Linked DNA regions of Zea mays: region 2 is linked to region 1. The links are chromatin contacts, called in public Hi-C maps. All regions are on one chromosome and are shown on one strand. Each heading gives the region's core, a stretch centred on a gene start, on an enhancer-like site or on the middle of the called end of the contact. The rest is flanking DNA. Distances are from core to core; before and after follow the strand shown. Region 1 holds the start of LOC542438 (cysteine synthase 2). Region 2 has its middle 21 kb from the start of LOC103640634.

What was found. A called contact is a pair of places that touch in the nucleus more often than the background predicts.
Region 2: a contact with region 1 is called in a Hi-C map of tassel, with 4 times the contacts expected there. The contact joins the enhancer-like site here to the promoter of LOC542438 in region 1. A contact is called at or near these places in 3 of 25 Hi-C or Micro-C datasets (ear, leaf and tassel).

What each region holds. Positions count from the first base shown.
Region 1 is chr1:181,121,107-181,126,701 of Zm-B73-REFERENCE-NAM-5.0, forward strand. It overlaps LOC542438 (cysteine synthase 2), which reads right to left and starts at 2,834. Exons shown (of 11, transcript NM_001111999.2): 1 at 2,693-2,834; 2 at 2,513-2,571; 3 at 2,292-2,401; 4 at 1,918-1,975; 5 at 757-1,020; 6 at 526-663; 7 at 373-424. The coding sequence starts at 2,554.
Region 2 is chr1:181,513,711-181,519,155 of Zm-B73-REFERENCE-NAM-5.0, forward strand. No RefSeq gene overlaps it. Among protein-coding and RNA genes, the nearest start is that of LOC103640634, 21 kb to the left of the region's middle. Within about 2 kb of position 2,596, at least 17 of the 20 cell types and tissues checked have an H3K27ac peak or open chromatin away from gene starts, as enhancers often do. A contact at or near this core is called in ear, leaf and tassel, where this site is marked.

The DNA of each region.
Region 1 (5,595 bases), core at 1,584-4,083:
TTCTTGTTTCAAACCACAAGTCCACAACTACCTGGATACCATCTGTTATATCTCCATCATTTTAAAATACTTCACATGCACATGCCCAAGTGCTAAGAAAAAAGGGCAGACCCAGTGCCAGAGGCTCCCACATGAGTGGGGCCAGGGAAAGGATAAACCGAAACAAGCCTTACCGCAAATGCGGAGAGGCTGCTTCGAACACACGAACCGGTGAGTCAAGCAAAGCAAATAATAAAAGGGAAAGTTATGCAATTTTCTTAGATTTTGGTAACCATGGGAAATCAAAGCGCACTAAGAAATTTATACTACCATACACTCATAACAATAAAAAAACAATGTACATTGGAACATATTCAAGATGCAAAAAATTACCAGGTTTTCCACCATTCAAAACAGCACTCTCCACTGGCTCCACACCATAGAGCTGCATAAAGATAAATAAATAAATAACATCTAACTCGTTTGGTACCGTGAAAAAAAAAAACAATTATCAAGGTGTCAGCTAAAACTGCCACACATACTTACCTTGACATTAGGATTTTGCTCTCTGAGGTATCGCCCAGTACCGGTGATGGTACCTCCTGTCCCGATACCAGATACAAGGCCATCAATTTTTCCTGCTGTAGCTTTCCAGATTTCAGGCCCAGTAGTCTCATAGTGAATCTGCATAACATATTTCAGCATGAGAATTCAGAAAGAAACGTCAACATGGCCAACAGAAAGTTGACTGAAAACAAATGATATGTTATGTTGCACCTTTGGGTTAGCTGGATTTTCAAATTGTTGAAGAATGTACGAGTTGGGTGTCTTTGCTTGTATCTCTTCCGCTTTCTTGACAGCTCCTTTCATTCCCAAGAGTGGGTCAGTAAGGACAAGTTCAGCACCAAAAGCCTTCAATATGATCCTCCTCTCCATGCTCATGGAGGCAGGCATTGTGAGTGTAAGTTTGTAGCCCTTGGCAGCAGCCATAAAGGCCAGTCCAATGCCTGTGTTGCCGCTAGTTGGTTCAATCAGAACACTCTGGCAAAATTGAAATGGAAAACGAAATATTAGTACTACTCTCTAATATGAACATTCTGAAATTTATTACTTAACTCCCTTGCTGAAACTGCTATAGAGACTTGGTTACACCATGTATAGAAAAACAATAATTTTTAATCTCATAGATGGTCAAAACTAGATAAGACACTCTAGCAGGTCATTCTACCACCACCTATCAAGCCAAACAAAAAGGCTTCTGTTTTGTGCCAGAACAATTCAAAATGTTTTTTTTCTAAGATGGGAGTTAACAATACCAGGTTAGGCACAATGGCCGCTAGGTCATTTCCGATGCAGGATAATAATAACAATTGGATTCTTCATCGAGAACTAGGAGCTGTATGCTGCTGTAGGATGGGGGAAGAGCTATCCAACAACTGTAGGTTATAATTGCAACCGAAATGGAGAAGGAAGAAATCGATTTGCCTTCCTCTAAGAAAATATATAAAGCAAGCTTGCTTCTTGTACTTAAAAATTAAAATATATATACTCCATTAAACAAAGGTTCAAAGCACTATGTTAGTGATGTCCGTTGTACTCTATCTAACAGTTGAACAGATCAGAGCAAACACTTTTAAATGAAGCATCTGCTCCATGAAGACACTACTAGGTACAAAGCAATGCAGAATAAACTAATAATCCCGAAACAACCGCCTGATATGGAGACCCAGACAACCACATTAGATAACTTTCTCATGCAAGCGTGATGCTTGAGGATGAAAATGGCAGCCAGCTCATGCTTCTGGATTAGGCTATACAAAATTAGCGTTCCAGTTGAATATAATATAAGGCAGTGGGCATTGGGCAAATCGAGAGCCCAATCTATTTCCCTAGGACAGGAACGACAAAGAATATGCTCCTAAAGGTTCAGTTACCCACCACGCCTGGAGTAATCAGCCCTTTCTCCTCTGCGTCCGTGATCATGCTGTAGCCAATCCTGCACAAATACATCACGCAGATACAATATTTAAGGTCGAGATACTGAAGTAAGGTAAAAGGAAGAACATAACTTTCAGTCAAATGATAAGGGGAAAAGGTTAAAATCATTAGTGCAATACTCTAGCGAGACATCGACCTGAAGTTAATATACACTCAAAATAATAAGGAGAAATATGATTTTTTACAGAAGCAAAACATCCCTGAAGTTGAAAAAAAAGAGCATTCGGTCAGAGAAAGAAGAAAGACCGTCACCCCTCGTGCTACAGTAGCAGGGGTGGGGAGTGGGAGAGCTCCTTCAGAGCCAGAAGCACTACCTATCCTTGACGCTGGAGCAGGGCTCCATGGACTCGAGCTTGGCGGCGACGCGGCCGACGCACCCATCGGTCACCTTGTTGAGGTACACCAGCGGCGTGTTCCCGATCAACTAGGCATCACAAAAGATTTAGCTTCTACAGGACCATACCCGAAAAATAACCGAATCTGCCCCACGAAAGAAGGCGGCGGAAATCGGGACGAAATGGGTGGCGGCACCCACCTCGGTGACGTCCTTGGCGATCGACGGCGAGGCCTCTCCCATTGGGTCACGTCACGAAGCTGCAAATCCAAGGGGCGGATGGGGGGAAGGGGATGAGAACTTATATCCAAGATAGAAACACCAACAGTGATTTGGTTTGATTCCCCAGCGAACAAGCGAGAACAGCGATAGGAAACGTACGGGTTCGCCGCAGAAAATCCTTCGAGATTTCGAGGAGTGGCGGTTCTCGTCGGAGTTGGAGCTTTGGAAGAAGCCGCTGGAGATGGCGGCTGCCTGGCTGGTGGCTGGCTTTATGCACGCAAGGTTGCTGTCGCAGAGGAACAGCTCGGGGCGCCTGGTCCAAGGTGGACCGTGTCACTGCAGGTGAGGGCCTCACGGGGATGGCTGGTGCACGGGACGTGGCACGGAGCGGAGGCCGACGGCGTTCGTTGAATCTGGATGGCGTATGGCTCTCGGATCAGAACTCGAGCACCAGGAGGCTCCTATTGTTCCACCGTATATTCCTATCTATATTTTAAACTTTACTCTATAATAAATAAACTAGTCAGTTGCGTGCATGCTTTATTACGGTTGTTATATCATATAAATACATATTAAAATATTTATTTTAATATAATAATTACTTATTTTTAAACAGTAAAAGCACCTCCAAGAGACTAGCTAAATAACTTGCCAAACCAAATTTTGGCTACTCAATAGCAAATAAATCTCCAACAGACTAGCTATCTGACTCTCTAAATTGACTCTCTCACTAGTTAAATTTGGCTAGCCACCTGACTACCCAAACTAGATAGATAGTCTGTTGGACTAAGATGTTATATATAGAGTGTAATCTTTATAAAAACTTAAATAGATAGTCAAATAGAGAACAAAAAATGAAGAGTCTCTTGGAGATGCTCTAAGAGCGACAGAGCTCCCACAGTTCCGCTGCCAGTGAGAATCTCCTACTGAGCCAAACGATAAAAATCTAAACTACTTCATGGTGGGAGTGAAGTGAATCTAGTCTCTACTTTATACTAGAAAGTGGGAGCCAAAAACACCTGCTTTCCACCACTCCCAACCTGCTCCACACTCTAACCCCTTAGGAATCACTTCACATCATATTTGTCAAACAATTTTCGTCAAATAGATTCACTTCCGTGGAGAATCACTCAGAATCACTCTATTAAAAAATCAGTTCTTAGAGCTAGAGAATCATGAAGCGGAGCTCTACCAAACGAGCCCTAAGGTATGTGTGGTCTGATGGTTAGTCCCAAATTTCTATAGTAGGGGTGTGGGTTCAATTGCTTGCTTTGCACTATTTTTTGCAGGGTGAAGCCGTGGTAGCATATGTGCCCACATTAGATTCTTAATAGAGTAAGTATAGATAGTACAATTTATATTATAAAACAATGTTGCTGAGTAGTGAGCACTATCTAAACATCGACCGTCCGAACTAACCATCCCGATTCGATCTCTGCAAAAAAGTTAATCTAATCACTAATTCGATATATAGGACATAGTTTTTGACCCATAATAATTCACGTAACGATTATGAACCATTTTTGACCCAAAAGTTGACTCAACCTGAAAAAACTCAACTCAAAGCCAAAAAAACCTTGATCCAACTTGACTCGACTCGTCTAACAAAGAGGCATGAGACAATCCAACATGACATTAGACATAGACTGTGCCAAATAAGTCAAGACTTGATCTTAATCCGATTCGATGTTTGAACAGGTCTACTATAGTAGTATCGTGCGCTCGTGCTTTACGATACTGGAGATAAATAGGACATCCATGCATGTTAGATGCAACCAAAAGTACAAAGCTACAATAGATTTTTCTTGACATCCCGTTAGATCATATATAAGATAGAGCTATATCGTTTGGGTTGCCACTTGGCACATACTAAAAATCATAGTGAAGGTATCATACTTACATAGTGAAAAACGAATATACTTATACGTAAAGTACCAAAGGATAATCAAATGTGCTTACGCAACAAAGAACGACTGGTTTCCGAATAACTAGCAAAGTAATTGTCGAAGCTTTCGTCTCAAAGAAATCCTATCAGGCCAAGGACATCATTGGGTTGCTTTAGGTCGTCTAACAAACCTAGAGCATCGTCTATGACCATCGGATCAAACGATAAAGAATATCATTAAAGTTTAAAGATACGTAATAGATTGTTTTTTCATTGTATATTGGGTATCTCAATCAGTCATTTCTCTCTCATATATAGATGTGGCTTATCCTAGTAGAAAATAGCTCCAAAATGTGTTTGGCAAGTTTCCAACTCTAAAAATGACTTAAAAACAAATTGGTTCAGAAAACCAGCAAAATTTGGCTAAATCAGGTTTCATGAGGAAGTCGACCACTGTAGCCGCTTGGTATAAAAAGTCATCCTAGCCTTCCTCTAGTGATAGCCTGACCAGGTTTTGTGGTCATCCTAGCTGGACCCTGGTCTAGACAGGTTGCATAGACGGTTTGGTCAACTTCTATGTCGGGACACTTTTGAGTGTCAACATATGCTCCTCTTTTTTTAGATGGACAATAACAAAACACTAAATTACGATGATATACAACTTATTGGATATCTAGCATCTCAGTATGATACAAGTATCAACCATTATTTGGAAAGCACTCTGAGCCTCTTACCATACACTTGGAAAATATTTCTTCAAATATATTCCATTGATTGCTCTTAAGAAACTATCTTCACATCTCCATCATACATCACTTTTCAAATATTACTTTGACCACTTCATAAGGACATTTTCAACTTGATGACCACTTTGTAAACCATGCCACCTGATCTGTTTTTCATCAATCTTGTTTTTGATAAGCTCGATCAAAGTCTTATTACTATACTTAGCTTGGCCATTATCTTGACCATAGTATGGTGATGAATTGGGTAATTTGTTCTTATATGATTTGAGAAAATTATATACCTCTCTGGATACAAATGATGTTCCTTGATTTGTAGTTAATGTTTGAGGGATGTTGAATCCAAGTATGATATGCTTAGTAATAAACTCAATTGCCTCTTTATATATATCGTATTCTTCAAAGGAATAACCTTAGCCCATTTAGTTAAGTGA
Region 2 (5,445 bases), core at 1,346-3,845, 390 kb after region 1:
TCTGCTGGAAGTAAGAACTTTTATCCCTCTACAAAATTTGCCATATCTGGGAGAGCCAATTTGGCCATTTACCTGATGAAACCTACCGGTGAACAGACCCGCTCATTTTTGTCAGGCAAACAGGAACAGCCACAGTAAAACAAATATAACTGGAGTTTCATAATTCATATGAATGCAATCTTTAACAATATGGAAAGCTTATGAAATTATCTACATTTTTTCATACAAACCCAAGGTTTAATTCTGTTGATAAAATTGCCTAAATCTTAAGAGAACAGATTCTGCACAGAATTAAGAGACTGAAAAACTACTATAATCAAACTGCAATAACTCTCTAATCGGATGTCCGATTGATGTGTTCTTCACGGCCACGGAAAGATCTACAAATTATCTACGACTCATATATATACTTTTTATTTTTTTGAGGCAACTAAGACCACAGAAAACAGACATGAACAGAAACTGTCGAATCTGTCATTCTGCAGAAAACTAAATTCGAGATCAAAACTTAACCCCACATCTAATCCAACCTCTAATACTTTAATTCCCATGATCCACAACCTCCAAAAGCACATAATTACAGGGAGGAACAAGGATCTCATCCATACCTAGGGTTTCCAAGAAATTCTACAAGAATAGATGAGCAAGAACATCTCCTTGATCCTCTCTTCCCCTTCAATTCAATGTGCTCCTCCTCTTCTCGATCCTTGCTGCGCGGGGAGATCTAGAGGGAGGAGGAAGCCGTGGAGAGGGGCTTCCATGAGAGGAGAGGACGGCCAGACCAAGGGGAAAGGGGGGAGGGGCGGCCAAGTGTGGGAGGGGGGGAAGGGGTGGCGGGCAAGTAGGGGCAAAAGGGGGAAAAGGCCACCACTAGGGTTTCTTTGCGGGAGAAAAGAAGCGACGCCACAGATGACTCTGACTTAGCATCCAACGGCCCACAATCCTTTTCCCACATCCACGCACCGAAGATCAACCTTTGGCAACAATTGTTTTGGGATATTACATATAGCCTCGCAGCAGCGCCGCCGCCATCCAAGCCACAGCAGCCCGCCGTCAATTAAGCTCGCAGCCATAAGCCTCCATGATCAACTCGCCGAAGTTTGACTCCCGCCCAAACTCTAGCGAGAACTCCAGCGAGGAATTTCTCTCTGTCTGTTCATATTCCCTAGAACATCGCCATGACCAGCTCGGTGTGAGCTTTGTCACCGTGCTTCCGGTTCGTCAATTAGATCTCCGTTTCCTCGTCAAAAACAGAGATGACCAGCAGCAACACAAGATTGAAGGGCTTGATTGGATGGTAAGTTAGTGATAGATTAGAGGTCTTTTCCACCAAATAGAATTGACGCTTCTTGCCTAATAGATAACCACCACCATAGGACCTTTTACATGCAAGACTGTCATGCAGCATGAATTTAATAGTAGCTACATTCATGATAAGTTGGCAACAGCTAGGTCATGCCTTTGTAAACAAACCTTTCCCATCGTCATGTAAAATATTTCTATGCAGCCCTACTAATTTATTAAAAATATGATAACTTATAGGTCAAATAATTTGTTTTAATCTGTTCAAGTTGTGTTAGGTTCATATTAATTTTTGTGTACGTAGTAATAATATTATTTTAATTATGCCACATGTTTTGTTTAACTAATTAATATTAACTAGCTAGATAATCTAGTTAATCTAATTTATAATTATAACCTACGTATTTTATAAATAATTGTTAATGATTAATACCAACTCAAATATTTTAATTTAATACCTGCTTAGTTTAAATACAGTATCTATTAGATCTCATCTATTAGATTTATTGTGCCTAAAATATCGTTTTATCCATAAATTCTTCGTTTTAACTCTGATTTTAATGGTTCTCGAACCTACGATCTCTTAGTGGCGCGTAGAACATTCTCACGCTATTTGCTCTCATGTTTGGGGAAATGTTATTATACCCATTATTTGTTGATTTATATGTATTGCTACGAATAGAAGAGAGGTCACGAGAAATTTGAAGATCAACTTTGGAGAAGTACCTAGTGTTGCAAGTATAAGGCAAGTTGTGCCCTTGATCGCTTTTCTTTACCTAATATTTATTACACCCTAAAATCCTATTTTTATGATTAGAAAAGTTCTTTAAAGAATTTGGATTAAAATTTTCTTATGAAAGATTTTTGTAACCTTTAAACTTATTTTCTAAAATAGATTTGATTTATATTTTAACTTTCAAACTCGTATTAAATAGAAAAACTCCAAAAAGAAATAATAAAAGACTCCTCGATTATTTGCTTAAGTAAATTATTATTCCATGAATCATATGTTGAGATGTAGTTAGCTAAATGAATAAAACAACTAATATGTAAAAATATAGCTTACTTTGCATTGCATCCTGAGCTTTTCATTGGTTGTGCATTTAGATTGAAGCTGAAACACCAACTCATATTTGAAAGTGATTTGAAAATTGAAATTTAAATTGAACACAGAAATAAAAGGAAAAAATACCCTTACCTGCGCTTCCTGGGCCAAATCTGTTGTGGACGGCCCATCCCCCACAGCAGTGCACCGTAGGCACCCACTGATGGGTGGAGCCCGCCTGTCAATCTGCACTGCCTCGCTTAGGGTCGATGACGCATAGGTCCGAGCCGTCAGATCTTTCACCTCCCTCCCCACGTTGAGTTCGTTCGTTCAACCGCAAGATGTCCGTTGGATTTTCTTCATCAGTAGTATAAATCCTAGCCGCCCCAATCCCCTGGCCATCGTGCATCGTGACCATGCGCCATGCCGAGATGGCAGTGCTGCCAATGGGGAGCACATAGAGCTTCACCAGACCGCCGCCCGCCACCATGCGCAACTCACGCGCGCGTCGTCTCGCAAACCTTGGCCATGGCAGTCAGAAGTTCGCCAAGTTGAGGAGAGTCTATGGAGAACGTTAGGGAACTTCGTTGTTGAGCTAGGCATGGGAATTTCTCACTGATGTCGAGGACATCCTCCGTGCGATGGCTCAGTGTGGTCAGCGACATCTACGCCATGAATCGCTGTGAGGACCTCCTTAATCGTTTGGCTCTCGCCTATTCCATGAGTAGAACCCTTCGGATTCGATTAGAGTTCACCGGGGGGCATGTGTCGTAGCTCTCCGTCGGGGTCGCACCACATAGCCGCGAGATGCTGTGGGTAAGACCGTAAGAGTCCCGTTGTGCCAATCCATGGGCGTGAATGGCAATCACTGGCTTTGGTGATGGGGGAAGAAAGGGTGTGTGCTGTTGGATCAGCTAGGAACGGTGGGGATGGTATCTCGCGTAATCGTTCGACCGGATAGGTATAGGCCGTTGATTTTCGATCCAAGGGGTGGGGGCGTGTCGGTTCGGCTTGTTGCTAGATGCCATTGGATAGGTCGTGGGCATTGGATCCAAGGGTGGGAGCCGTTAAGGGAGAGAGGGCTTTCTAGCCGTGGATCTTTGATCCTGCAGTGACCGACGCGTATCGATTCACACGCTTGGTGATCGAATCTGATCCGTCTGTTTCGGATCGGATGGCTTAGACCGACTGCATGTAAAGCCGCCATGAACTTTTGCTATAGAGCCCCTGCACTTTTTACAAATCAACCCGCGGTCCAGTTCAGGTCAAAACCCTTTCAACAAGGCTCTGTAATTTACAGAGTAACCCCCTGTTCTTTTATAAAAGGGGTTTTTAAGCTGGTGCCCTCAGTTGTGCTGGTGTCCTCATTTTTACCATTAGTCATGTTTTTTGCTCGGTTTTGCCCTTCTGCTCTATAGCACTAGAAGGGCAAAACTAAGCAAAAAAACATGACTAAGCGTAAAAATGAATACACTAGCAGAACTGAGGGCACCAGCTTAAAAACCCCTTTATAAAATGGTGGTCGCAATCCATCAAATTCTGTTTATTGATAAAATTAATTCAAAAAAGATTTTTAATGCAAAATTATTTCTAAAAACCTTTGAAAAATGCATAACTAATACATTTAACTCCTTTTGATCGATCCAGTTGCGTTAGTTTCGTAATGAAATTGTCTACAAAATAACAACGTCATTTGTACCATAACCCATATTTTTATAATTAGATATTTACTAGCTGAGTGCCCGTGCGTTGCGACGGAAATATATAATACCAGTATACTACGATAACTTATATACAAAATGTGTGTTATACTGTTATGAGAAAATGTTTCATAATCAATTTATGATCCTAGCCATACATAAATTTTGTTATTTTAATCTAGTTGTTTCACCACTACATTGCAACCATCAGTATCATGCAGACTTCGATATATGCCACGATCTGTATGGTCTCATCATTGGAGAGCACATTCCACACATGCCGGAAGAAATTCCCTCATACATCGTTAGTCCTCAGACACGCACCACCATACGCTCTTGCTTAAACAAAAAGGTAAGTGTGTGTGTTTGCGAAGAGAATTAAAGGCAGACCGACACAAAAGCTACCCTGACGGTGGCGAGGATGACGAACTGGTCACTGTTGTCGATCCTCCTCTACATCACCTCCAGGCTCCCACGCCAAGATGACGCCACAATCCTCGATATAGTAGTCGTCGAACGCGCGCGACATGACGAGAGTACCGATGACTCTTGGTTGGGCTGCCAAACGAAGTGCACCCCGGGATCATCAGCGAGATAGTACCCCTGACCGTTGCACCACCGGATACGCTACTCCACTACATACATCATGTTCGAGGACACTCACATAACGTCAGCAACGTCCATCATCTTAGCGCACAAGAATTCATGTCCGGTCAGTAGCGACTTACGTGGCAGGCTAGGCTTCAGGTGGACGATGAGCTGGACGGCGTGATGGCGTCGTCGTTGGATGCGGTGTCCAGAACAACCCGAGAGTCGTTGACGTTGGCTACAACCATGAGGTCCCCTGCTTAACGATGGACAACGCGGTGCAGCTGCTCTGGACCGCGTCCAAGCGGCTGCTTCGCGGGAGCTTGTCGTACACAGCGGCGCATGCGACCACTTAGGACTGCTTCTAGAGGTCGAACTGACAGTCGTCAAGCTTCTTCTCGTCATCGATGAGCGATGCCAACACAAGTGCCTCCTGCTCATGGTGTTTGTTCGGGGTTTCAAGTAAGAAACATGGATTCATGCTTGGCGTTGGTTTATGAAAATGACTCACAAGTTTGATCCATGGAAAAAATATTACGAAGAAAAAATGTCACACATGCAAAAAGGGAATTTAAGTATAAAACATTATTCAAACAAAAGAAATTGCATGTAAAGCTCTTCTTTAAATAATATTACCTCCATCCAAAAATATAATTCAAGAATCTCGGTGATACTTATTTACTACTATGCATTGTGCAAGGGTAGCAAGTGAGCTTGGTGAGAGATGTAGTAGATGTGTTTCCTGTCATAGATGCAGACATAAACACACATGTGGTGTAGCGGTAGCTACTCTTGGCCTTTGCTTGAGAG